2 separate regions of the Bombyx mori genome follow, and region 1 is linked to region 2. A link is a contact called in public Hi-C data. All regions are on one chromosome and are shown on one strand. Each heading gives the region's core, a stretch centred on a gene start, on an enhancer-like site or on the middle of the called end of the contact. The rest is flanking DNA. Distances are from core to core; before and after follow the strand shown.

Region 1 (6,680 bases), core at 2,942-5,441, 90 kb after region 2:
AAACAGTCTTACAATGTCATGGTGAAATGCCCAAAGCATTTGAAGTCACGACGATCATTAAAAGAACAAGGTAAGTAGAAGCGTAATTAAATTTTGATATTTAAATATAAATTGTAATTAATTAAATATGCATTAAAAAGGTAAATACAAAATATTTAAGAAATAATTCGTTATGACCTTTATTGCTAAATCTATCAAGGATTAGTGCAATAATGTGCTTGTGATGAATTGATTACAGTTTAATTGTTTAATTAGTTAAATTCGTTTTGCTAGTTGTTATCTTTTTATCTTGGTAACATTTCCTGTTTTTTTAACTAAAATGTTTGTATGTAATTTCACATGGGAAACCAATCATAATCACAATACAGCTGTATTATTTCACAAAACTACACAGTATCGATTACTATAAATTGATATTCGATCAATATTGGGCATGGACAAGTTCACTATCAGCTGCTCTAAAAAAACAAAGAGAATTCAAATATTACTGGCCAGTAGAATTATTATATGATATTTAAAAATAGTCAGTTTAATAAAAAGGTTTTGTGAAAATTTGAGTTCTATATTGTCTGTTCTTCTACTGTGCGAGTTTTCTATAAATCAAAATTCAAATGTAGGCATGTGTTTTACCATAAATATGTTGGTAAAATTTTAGTATTACATAAAATTAGGTATATTTTGTACATCTATATTCTTTTAGTTTAATTTAACGTAAGTATTTTCATACATAGCAAGTAAACGGAAACAAATTGCCTACTAATTAAGGTCATTAAAGTTTCCACAGATGTATGTACCTTAAAAAGCAGAAATTTTTGTGATTAAACAAATGCGAGTAAAAGTGTTTTTAACCATTAGATTAATGATTAAAAATAAACATTAATGACTGAAAGTGATTGTTAGGTAATCAAATTAAGATTTTTAATGAATGCGAAAAAAAGAATAGTAATTTAAAAGCATGCAAAATCAGCGGCCATCTTTGAATACGAAGCGTGCGAGGCGTCACAACATTTTACACAAAAAGGCCCAAGTACGAGACCATTATACATAGGTACCTATTATGCGGGAGAAACTGGTGATTAAGTACTCGACTGCATGCGTTGTGAAATAGGCCATAACCCATTACGTTTAAAGTGTATTTTTCTGTAGGTGTTTCGACGTGTTTTTTTGCTTTGTGACGCAGGGAACGCGAAGCATTTAGCCGGCCCACCCTCGCTGCGCGAGATTTCTTACAGGGAACTGTATTATTAATATCCCTAGGGTTGTGCTCAGAGAAATGGCGGACCTTAAAAGCGAACCCCTTATATTTTATGGCATTACCAATTTGCGTAGAGTATTTCGGTATAACAATTCCGAACGTTTTTTTAAAATACTATTATTATACATTTGTATTAAATTGAAGCCATTTTTTGATAAGTTTATTAATAAATATATCTATTTACTAATACTTGATTAGACTTCTGAAGCTTGATCTGTGTGTATGATATGATATGTGTGATTTTTTATTATATTTATTTTTTATTATGTTTTAATTCTCACTGTCATATTTTATAGCAGTCAAGATGGAAGTTCAGTATGTTTTAGACAAACAAATACATTACTCCCTTCCCATGATTCAAGGGAGCTTCAGTTACCTTTAGTCATGTAAAATTGTTACGAAAAATAACCAATTATGTAAACCTATAGTTCTGCCTAGAGACATCGTTTCGATATAGATGTATACATATGTACATACACTTAGGCTGTAGGTTGTCCGTCATCTAGTATTTGGTTTTGTAAAAACAATTAATAATAATAAAACCGAATTCAACAAAATCAAAGAGAATAAATCAATTAAAAATGCATTATTAAGAATAACTCAAAATTACTTGTCAGATCTTGATCAAATATAAATGGGACCAAATAAGAATGATAAGGTTTCTTAATTTTTTGAAATCGATTAAAAATATAGAAATTAGGTACCTATCTACTTCACAAAATAAGACTGGCACGTTCGAAAAAGAAAAATTTTTTTTTGAAAAACAACGCTGACTCCCTGTATCACGTAGATATATCATCCACCTTATATTAACACAGATACATATTTAAATTCATTTGCCACACTTCCAACCAATCGTCAAATAGAAATACGAATAAATTAGACGATGTTTTTGTATACAATACAGCCCCTCGATCATAGAAAAAATAGACTCGCTGGTTAAATCAAATCATAGACGAGGGCTTTTTATATCAAATGTTACGGATAGGGGTTACGTTTATATGTATATTTTTATATGTAGTTAAGGGGATTTTTTCATTAAACAAAATCCAAAGTTTTCATGTAATAACTAACAACAGAGTATATATATTTTTTTCTTGACCCATAAAAAGTCGGTTTTGTCAAATTGATGTTAAATATAATTTTTAGTCCAACAATAACAATTTTAGATAAAATATTGAAAATTTATAAAAATGGGCGCCAAAATCGTGTTTTTTTTAAGGGATTTTATGACCTGGTAACTAAGACCTTTAATTCATGTCTTATTTTAATTTATATTCTTATTTTTATGAAAAATGATAATATGGAGTGAAATGAAATGAAGATGATCAATTTGAGACATTAATCAACTGGGATGAAATTAGATGAAATGAGATGATATGTGATGAAATATAATCTTAGTAAAATGGTGGTGATTTACTAAGATTTTTTCAGTGGACTTTTTGGAGGATCCCGCGAAGTTACGTCCAGCGGCTTTGTTTCATTTTCCCACATTTGTGCACTTTCACATATTATTATATTAAACAGTTAATAGACCACCATTATTACACATTTAAACCCGAAGAAACACTAAATAGACAAAATAAAACAAATCACACAACTTCATTCCTCGCGTTCCCGCCAAAAATCCAGAATCGTGATTTTGTTATTTTTTATTTAGGAGATTTTATGACCTGGTAACTGAGACCTTTAATTCATGTCTTATTTTAATTTATATTCTTATTTTTATGAAAAATAATAATATGGAGTGAAATGAAATGAAAATGATTAATTTGAGACGTTAATCAACTGGGATGAAATTAAATGAAATGAGATGATATGGAATGAAATTTAATCTTAGTAAAATGGTGATCATTTACTAAGATTTTTTCAGTGGACTTTTTGGAGGATCCCGAGAAGTTAAGTCCAGCAGCTTTGTTTCATTTTCCCACATTTGTGCACTTTCACAGATATTAAACAGTTAATAAACCACTATTATTACACATTTAAACCCGAAGAAACACTAATCACACAACTTCATTCCTCGCGTTCCCGCCAAAAAATCCGTGATTAAGTGAAAAATGCACAGATAATATAAGAAATGCGCATATGCGTTTCGTTTCACACTATGAAATCTTGAACATCCTCCCGGGCGCAATGCTTTCAGGAATCACTTTCGTTAATAGGTAACATGCACAATTTGCTGATGGCACGTCGAATGAAACTTAATCTAGTTTTAATATCTGCTACGAGGACTTTTCAATTCAACTGTATTTTATGCGTGTTACTACGGAACTTTTTTCTAGGTGTACCTTTTGTCTCATTTAGCCCCAATTTTAAGTTATCCTTAATAATTCATATTCAATTGAATACATATTCAATTACTGGTGGTCGGAACTTTTGTGAGTCCGCACGGACAGGTACCACCACCTTGCCTATTTCTGCCGTGAAGCAGTAATGCGTTTCGGTTTGAAGGGTGGGGCAGCCGTTGTAACTATACTGAGACCTTAGAACTTATATCTCAAGGTGGGTGGCGCATTTACGTTGTAGATGTCTATGGGCTCCAGTAACCACTTAACACCAGGTGGGCTGTGAGCTCGCCCACTCAAATAAGCAATAAAAAAAAATTGACTTCGACTACTTTGATGAAATTCGTATTTTATTCTGAAAGCAGTTTCCTTTTTTGGATTATGTTTAAATGATTTGACAAGTGATTTGCACCACGCTTCGAGATAGACTATGATGATAGTAGAATACTATTGTGCTGGCACTATGCCCCCGAAGTGGGTCTTGGCCTCCGATAATAAACCTCGCCATTCGTCCCGGCACTACACAACACCTTGCCAGTCCGACATTTGGAGCTCACGTAAATTTCCTCCCACAGTGTCAGACCAGCGGTACTTGGGCCTCCCTACGGGGTGGCGTCCCTCCAGTACACCCGCGTACACCTGTTTCACAGCCCGATCCTGCTCCATATGCACTACAAGGCCGGGCCATCCGAGCCTCCGCACCTTTATCTCCCCTAGAATATTTAACTCACCAAAAAGCCTTGTTTTTCCAGATGTGCCAAGAACCGCCATCTCTCTGAACTAGTCCTAGTATCTTTTTCAGTACCTATCCTCGGCACCGAAACCTGTGGAACGCTATAGTGGATGATCAAGATGTCAGGGGCAGCACCCGTCGACGACGATAGTAATACTTCGCCCATCCAAAAAGCTAGCGATCCACTTGCAAAGTTTCTCGAAGAATCCGTAAGCTGGTAGCTTCGAATAGGCCAGAGACAGAGGCTCACAGAGAGAGCCTCCTCTTGATTTCCATGGTTTCAGCCGACCTATGAGTAAGATATACTTTAAAATCCCCAGCGGCAGTGACCGAAATCTGTACTGTCGGTGACTAATAAGCTCGAGTTCCTAAAACGAGTTCCTACATTAGGAGTAGCATATTTTTTTATTCACTCTATCATCTTGGAAAGCGAAGAAGTTTTCATGATAGGCTTCTACTTTGAGTGGTCCGATCGTTCATCCTTCTTGGGGACAAGGTGGAGGTAAAGCAGTCTTCGACGAAGACGGAACCCTCTTAGTGCTATAAGGGCCTATGTTTTCAAAACGACTACAGGGATGCAATCTGCTTAGTACGTGCATTGTGTGCAGCAGATCTTGGGCAGAGAGCTATCACACCATGAGGTATTTAGTGGTGTTGTTCCTCTGTCATCTATAGTCGAGTTGGATGCGAAGAGTTTGAGTAGAAGGTCAGAATTCTTTTTCGCACTATGGGCCAGGCAGGCCGTTATTGAACTTGCGTAGTGGTGGAAGACTAGACCGGCAAAAGTTTCTTCTTGCAGTCTTGGTGAGCGATAAAAAAGCATGGCTTTTTTTTTATTACTTAGATGGGTGGACGAGCTCACAGCCCACCTGGTGTTAAGTGGTTACTGGAGCCCATTGACACCTACAATGTAAATGCGCCACCCACCTTGAGATATAAGTTCTAAGGTCTCAAGTACCTAGTCAGTTCATAAATTCTGTCACATGTTTAATGTAAAATAATTGAAACAAGTTTATTCATTATGTAACCATTCATATACCAAAATGAACTTAACAAAACATAGATTCTTATGACACTAAAGTTTATTCAAAATGACCTCCGTGATTTTGAATACAGGCCTTCAATCTGCGCGGCAGTCGTCTATCGCAGCACGAACGAGGTCCATATCAATATCGGCGGCTGCCTTAATCAAGGATGTCTTGAGCGACTCCAAATTGGGATGAGGCTTTGAGCACGCCTTTTCCTCCAAGTGTTGCCATATCTTGTAATCTAACGGATTGAAATCTGGACTGGAGGAGGGCTAGTCTTCGTGCCGGATGAAGTCGATTTCACGCGCCGCCAGCCAGTCTTGTGTGCTCTTCGCTCTATGAGCTGGCGCCGAATCTTGTTGGAATACCCAGTGCCTGTTATTGAACATGGTATGAGCAACAGGTGCCACAAGGTTCGTCAGGACTGTATTTTGATACACAACTGCATTCGTTTTTACACCTTTCTCACAAAAATGTACCTCTGTTAAGCCCCAATAAGAAACTCCCAACCATACCATGAGCGAGGATGGAAAATGACCTCGTTGGACACGCGGAATACGGTTGCTCGCTTCTTCACTACTGTGTGCGTACACCTTATCATTTTGTTTGTTGTAGCTCTCTTCTACGGTAAAATTTTTTTCATCCGAAAAAAGAATTTCCCGATATTTTTTTCCCGCGTACCACTTCAACAAAGCGCGGCATCTCTTCAGTCTCAGGTCCATTAGACGAGCATTCAAACAATGTCCTGTTTTTCTTCAATATGCCCGAAGCCCTAAGTCTTCATTTAACACCCTTTTCACCGTGGTTCTGCTTAACCCCATCTGAAGGGCCAACAGTTTCTGCTTACGTTTGGGATTTATTTGAATTCGCGCCTTCACAGCTTTTATCACTGCTGGAGTCCTAACAGACCGAGGGCGACCACTTCTTGACCTGTCATCTACACTAGAGTCTTCATTGTATCGTTCGATGGTACGATAAATGAATCTTTTGGTTATATTAAAAATTTTCAGTATGTTAAAAATTTGAATTGGTGCGTAACCGCAACGATGCAACGCAATAACTGCAACACGGTCTTCTTTAAGCGTCCACTCCATATTTAAAAATGAGTAAAATTATAAAAGTTATACATTTTTATTTTCATGAACAATTCGACATTCGAATTCATTAAACGTTTTTGTGGCCAGCATTCTAAAAGAATTTTTTTTACTGTGTGACAATACTTATGACCTGACTAGTTATAGTTAAAACGGCTGCCTCACCCTTCAAACCGAAACGCATTACTGCTTCACGGCAGAAATAGGCGGGTGGTGGTACCTACCCGTGCGGACTCACAAGAGGTCCTACCACCAGTGATTACGCAAAATATGATTTTGCGG
Region 2 (7,146 bases), core at 1,236-3,735:
TTCGCTCGTTAAGTTCTTGCTCGTGCGTTCGGGTTTGACGGGCGGATTAATACAGTAAAATTGTGACTTATATATCGACACCTACTGGGTGATTGAAAAAAAACGTCCGGAACGGGAGTTATCGTATGGTTCCTGTGTACGAAAAATTTCGATAATTGTCATTTTATATAATAAAGATCATCACATTACATCAATACCAAATATTTTTTTTTAAATTACGTTTATTAATTCATTATTAATTATTAGAACTCGTCGATCAGGACGAAGAGTTCGACGTGTGAACTAACCAATAGAAACAGCCCATCGAGTTTCTCACCGAATTTTCTCAAAGGATCGCTATTCCGATCCGGTGGTAGAAAGCAAGTTAGCAAATTCTCTCAGGTTGAGTCCGTGGGCTCACCTACACATCCACACGTAGCTGGAATATCCCCTTAGATTACCAACGAATAGGCAGGACTAAAAAAACAAACTTAAATAATTTTAACAATAAAGAAAATCGTCTTCTATAAAACATTAAAACATAATGACAATATCATTAACGTGGCTGCAGTCAATTATATGTGCGTTATTATGAATAACTCAAAAACTTAGTCGTGGTGAGATCTTAATAAATTCACTACACGACAAGCACCAATTTTCAAATAAAATAAAAACAAAATACGTGGTCCAAGAAAAAAGGTCTGAAGTAACACAGATAAAAACAGTCGAATTGAGTACCTCCCTCACTTTTGAAGTCAGTAGAAAAATAGGTTTTTTTTAATAACATGTATACATAGGTATTGATTGATGCTCACATCAAAACACATTTAAACAATTTACTAACCAAAATCCGGTTGCAATTACTTAAGATGTGTCCATACATTTAATTGAAATTTCTACTTTAATGAAAGCTCTTTAAATGAAAAATTCCTATCATCAGGAAAGGACAGAGTGGTCTGAGGTGTCAGTTTAAAGTAGAACGTTATCTCTTCACGTGGGTATCGTAACGGCGACTAAGAGATTCGCTGGAGAATTAGTAGGGACATTCCAGTCAGCGCGTAATTGGGATAGCCCCTTAACAACAACAAAGAAGTATAAGAAGGTGGTAGGAGTCTGGTCTGGAGGTGGTCTTGTCAGTCCGCATGGGTAGGTAGCACCACCCTGCCTACTTCTGCCGTGAAGCAGCAATGCGTTTCGGTTTGAAGGCTGGGGCAGCCGTTGTACTGTTAAAACTGAGACCTTAAAGTTCATGTCTCAAGGTAGGTGGCCGTATTTACGTTGTATCAACCGGAATTTATAGGTAGGACGTATTGTAAGCCCGGACAGATAGCTACTACTACTACTAACTTCCTACTGCGTTTGGAGCTGAGGGATTTTAAAGAATAGGATAGCTGTTACAATTAAAACTTTAACCTCATGCCTAAAGCTGGCATTCGTGTTGTGATGTCTATGGACTCCGGCAAACTCTTGACACCGGGTGGGCTGTGAGCTTCCCCGATATAAGAAATGAAAATACCTTTAATACTGAATTAATAATATCTTAACTAGAAAGCTTAGCGCGGGAAACCGTAGATACAATGATAAGAACTCGGGTCCACAGCAATTCCCGGGTGCAATTGTAACCCCTGGCATTGTTGAAGTCCATGGGCGACAGTAACCACTCCCCAACAGGTCAGCCGTATGCTCATCTGCCCACAAGGCCAATAATAATTATTTTTTAAGTATTTTGAGTTAAGGTTTTTGTAGTTATTTTTCTGTCGTAACACATCAGAATATCATAGTATAATTCTCTTGAATGTGTCATTTTTATTTAAAATCATGAAAAAAAAAAGTTGCTCACTTCTAAAAATGTTTATTTCTAATTTTTTTTAATACGTTTACTTCAGGTAGTTTCTATTTGAAAATGTAATTTAATTATAAAACTATAGGGTACAAAATCTTATATCAAGATTCGATGGTAATGTTTCAATTGTCAAGTTGAGAAAGAGTGTTTCTAAGCTAATTAATTCTGCTGACAACACTAAAAATCGTAGCTACTTAACGAAAAATAAAATCGATTGACGAACAGTTCAGAAAAACACGCTGAACCGTTTCCTATTTGCCTATTTATTAAAACGATATAAGCTCCCAATACCAATAAAAACATTACTAGTACAGTAAAATGCTTGGTATAAATGGACGATTAAGTCAAAATTAATACTAGACTTCAGCGGCCGTCGGCAACATGGCGGCCACTATCCACAACCCCCGCCCCGCGTCATCTAACACCCCCCCCTCGCCATGAGATATTGCTTTTTTGCGAGCGAGCGAGACATTCCACACCCCAGTGTTTTGCATTCTAAAATATTTTCGAACACGTTTACCCTCGTTCAATATTCGGCTTTAAAGCAGTAAGCAAAGAGTTCAAATTTCTATGTAGCGACGAAAGCGCTGACGTCCTTATTGTATGAGTATTGTTGAATGAAAATTGTGAAAAACCGAAAGGGATGGATAGAGGCGTCTCGGGCGGGGCCCAAGTTTTCGTGAGTCGTTCGTAGCTTAGATGTTGTACTGCTCGCACGATTGCATCGGCAACGCGTTAGTAAGGGACAGCGGGGTTTTTCGCGTTTTCTTTTTTTTGTTGGTCTTTATCTTGCGGGCGAAAAACCGATGCGTAGGGGGAGAGGCTCGGGCCGGGGGTAACGACCCCACAGTGCGTGTAACATTAGGGGGTAACACACGTACAGGAATAATACATATAGACGTAAAACGCTTTGTTCGGACAACGCGTGGTTGAAGCGTTTTCGAAAGTACTTACTTACCTGTAATACGAAATAATTACGATCAAAAATCATTAACGTTTTTAAACCCATCGAAAATGATGAATGTTTGTTTTAAAAACGGCATACAGGTTTTTGATCGTAATTAACAGTTGCAATGCGAGTTTCAATTATACGCTATTTCGGGTAAAGCAAACCGAATATACCGAAAATGATGTTTTGTAATGTTGTATGATTAAAAGCATGCACACTAAAAGTTTTGGGTTAGTTAAATACGAATTTACAGTTTAATTATTGGTATTTCCATCGGTAGGTTGTTTGTAAAAAATCTACGTTGAAGTTACGTAAAAGCTAACAAGGAAAATGTTTGTCTATTTAAGCTTTAAGCTTTGTCGGGATCTTTTTTTTTATTTTTTTATTGCCATTGTAAGCAGACGAGCATACGGCCCACCTGATGGTAAGCGGTCACCGTCGCTCATGGACGTCAGCAATGCCAGGGGCAGAGCCAAGTCGCTGCCTACCGTAAAATCTGCGGCGGGTTTGTGTGTTAAAGAAGTCTTTTTAATACGCTTTTATTAGCTTCATACGTATGTTAGTATGTAACGGAATCTTTGATCATGATTTTAATCCCTTCAAAACGTCGGATTAACTCGAAATTTGTCGTACTTACCAAGGACCGACGTCAATTCAATATTAAACAGTTTGACCCGTTAGTTAGTTACTACAGTCAAAACAATAACTTAATTTGATCGCCTTCTTTTTTTCACCTGGCAAATTGGAAACTGTTGTATTTGCCTGAATGTACAATAATGAATAATTTATGATATAATATGCTACTAAAATTAAAAAATAAAAAATAGTAAAAAAAAAAATAACAAAAAAACACACTTTTATAGAAAATCCAACAAACAAATAGAAAAACAAATATTATAAAAAGTACTTCTCTTATTCCTTTAAAACTTGATAAATCAATAGATATTTTGACACACAAAGATATTTCAATGAAATGGTTAATATTTCATATTGCCTAATAAATAAAATCTAATAATTCTAACATAAAGTAGCATTGAAGTCGTCGTGACCTAAAGGATAAGACGTCCGGTGCATTCGTATGTAGCGATGCACCGGTGTTCGAATCCCGCTGGCGGGTACCAAATTTTCTAATGGAATACGTATTTAACACATGTTCACGATTGACTTCCACGGTGAAGGAATAACATGGTGTAATAAAAATCAAACCCGCAAAATAATAATTTGCGTAATTACTGGTGGTAGGACCTCTTGTGAGTCCGCACGGATAGGTACCACCACCCTGCCTATTTCTGCCGTGAAGCAGTAATGTGTTTCGGTTTGAAGGGTGGGGCAGCCTTTGTAACTATACTGAGACCTTAGAACTCGTATCTCAAGGTGGGTGGCGGCATTTACGTTGTAGATGTCTATGGGCTCCGGCAACCATTTACACCATGTGTGCGGTGAGCTCGTCCACCCATCTAAGCAAAAAAATAAATATAAAAGCAAAAATACCGACCACAGCAAACGATGTCATATTCTAATCGTTTTTAATATTATTGTTTAAATAATATTGGTTTCGAAAACACGGTTACCTCATTCTTTGTTTTGACCACAAATGACGTCACCCGTACGTAGTGAAGATTCGTCGTGCCCGAAATTTCTAAAATTTTCGCGACATTTTAAGATACGTGCCGTTGGAACCCTATTCTATTTTAAACTGTACGGACGAAACAAAACTACTGACTGAAAACGTGTACACTGTATAAAAATTAAGATAACAAAAATTAATATTCAAGAAGGGTCATCCGTGAGAACCGCGGGTCAGAGGTCACGCTGACCTGCTCAGAATGAGATCACCTTTAACCCTACGTGTGCCGACAATAAGAATAGCCCTGATAGATACTGCGTATTTGCATGAAGCGAAACTCGAGAAGGGCATTATTTAAATTTTCACTAATATTATGCGGCTTAACTTTAAATACGGCTTCTAACGAAAGCCGTGTAGACTGTCCTTAATTATTTGTACACATTAGTTCTTTCTTGTACTTTTTTTTTCTTTTTTTTTCCTGCCTATTCTCTAATAGCCTAAGAGGCTTCCAGCTACGCCCAGAAGTGTTCTTGAAGTGATTTCATTTGTTTATAGTAAATTCGTTTATCTTATTTGAGGTTGTGCATTTGTATAATGTAAGAGTCCGTCACATTTTTTGCTAAAAAAGCATAAAAAACTTGTCGAACGGCTTAAAACGACGCTAAGTTTTTGGTTGGGTTCGATCAAAAAACACAATTTAAATGTTTTCACTGATTTGGTGTTAAGTTTATTTTTATAGCTTAGATGTGTTAAGTGGTTACTGGAGCCCATAGACATCTACAACGTAAATGTGCCACCCACCTTGAGATATAAGTTTTAAGGTCTCAAGTATAGTTACAACCGCTGCCCTACCCTTCAAACCGAAAAGCATTACTGCTTCACGGCAGAAATAAGCAGGGTGGTGGTACCTAGCCACGCGGACTTATAAGAGGCCCTACCACCAGTAATTACGCAAATTATAATTTTGCGGGTTTGGTTTTGATTACACGATGTTATTCCTTCACCGTGGAAGTCAATCGTGAACATTTGTTAAGTACTATAAATACAAAATACAAGTTACATGTAAAACCATAGCAGGGTATTTAAATATTATCTCGAAACGAAAACCAAAGACCGTGTGAATATCCAGCTCATTAGCAATTCACATTTGCATTATTCAGATTGGCTCAACAGAAACCATTCTCTCTTCTTTAAGATGACCCTTTCCCGAGATAACTTGACCTCACCTGTTATAAGCATAATTAATAGCGTTATTTAAATAAAATTAACATTTACTGTCCTGAAAAAGCTTCGCTTAAATATATATTTTTCTCACACGTTTCGTACCGCTTTGGAATTGGTAACAATTTCTTGCTTTTTTAATTTGATGCAGTTTTATTTACGTGCGAAACTTTACTCTTGACGGCCCGAAAGGGTTTGAGTAATTAAAATTCAGCTCTTTTCTATGCGTTATTTGAAGTTTTTAAGCGTTTGCATAATTTTGTTGGGGTTTTTGAGAACATTATTTTTTATTTAGTCACAGACAGGATAAGTTGTAAGACAGAGTGCTAGGATGTTTCTACTAAGAAAGTATTGAAAGTTTTTGGTTCGTGAAATATGTGCTTTTACGAGTGACGGTTCGACAAAAAGCCAGTTTTTCGTGCGTGTGTGGATGTTACTGCGTATTTTAAAAAAAAGTGATTCTCTGAAATTTTTTTGAAAGCTTATTAAGTCACATGTAAGCTATGCTTAGAAAACTACGAAGGTTTGTGTTCGGTTTAAGTATTTTTAGATTTTTTCTTTCGGAAACGTTGAATAGACGACATATGATTAAAACTACTTTTACAGTTTAATCCCGCTACTATACAGTTAAGTTACAGTTAGCCGATCATGCCCACGAAAACTGTAAATTATTCGAAATTTAAAAAATGTCACAATAGAAGTAAAACGGAAATGCCAGAAGAATATAATTCTGAATTTTTCAAATGAGAGGCTTAATAATCTAAACTAATAACAAACCACTTTCTATAAGAGGTATCATCCTTAATCCTGTCTGATGTCCTGTAGATTTTCATACGTAGTGCGAGGGTAGACAGGTCCACCAAACAGATTTGTGTCATCCACTTAGCGTACACGTCGGATTTGTCTCGATTTGTCGCCGTTTACAGCTAATTGAAACGGTCGAACAATATTAGTCAGTGAGGTTAATGTCCTATATGAAGCTACACATTGCTTGCTATAATATGGTTTCATTATTTTGGAGTAAACTCATATTGAAATTGGTTCAGTAAATCAATGAATACAGTAAGTGGTACATCTAAAAGTATGCCTTATCACCTCCTCAAAATAAATATGCTCATAAATAAATAATGTATCTAGATTACCAAACGAACTATACTATATTCCAATTACGAAGTCCCATTTGATAGATGTTATTGATTTGGATTGATTGTGTATTTTTTAAATGAAGTTTACGACAATGAAATCAGATTCAAATCACGCGAAAGGTGAAGAGTTTCGTTCTAAGAAGTGTCAAAAGGGACTTCGTAATTGGAATAGAGTATGTATAACAATTAATTTCATCTTTTTTTTTGTCTTGTTGACACAAGAATGAAGGTTTGTAAAATTATTGTATTGTCATAAGTCCTTGATGCATGAACAGATATTAAAGTTAATTGAAAGTTTTGAAGGCGTTGAAAATAGTTTGGGGGTGTATTTCATTAGTTTATTTACTAGTTTATTACAGTAATTTAAGATATATAATTTATTGTGAAAAAATCTATAGTAAATCTCGCACTGCGATCGTATCCCGACGGGTTCCTTTTCCAA

What was found. Hi-C and Micro-C count contacts between places; a contact is called where the count stands out from the background.
Region 1: a Hi-C map of posterior silk gland shows a contact between it and region 2, with 1.9 times the contacts expected there. The contact joins two enhancer-like sites. A contact is called at or near these places in 2 of 7 Hi-C or Micro-C datasets (middle silk gland and posterior silk gland).

The regions. Positions count from the first base shown.
Region 1 is chr25:10,306,355-10,313,034 of ASM3026992v2, forward strand. No RefSeq gene overlaps it. Among protein-coding and RNA genes, the nearest start is that of LOC134201429, 6.0 kb to the left of the region's middle. Within about 2 kb of position 4,192, at least 1 of the 8 cell types and tissues checked has open chromatin away from gene starts, as enhancers often do.
Region 2 is chr25:10,217,891-10,225,036 of ASM3026992v2, forward strand. No RefSeq gene overlaps it. Among protein-coding and RNA genes, the nearest start is that of LOC119630565, 57 kb to the left of the region's middle. Within about 2 kb of position 2,486, at least 5 of the 8 cell types and tissues checked have open chromatin away from gene starts, as enhancers often do.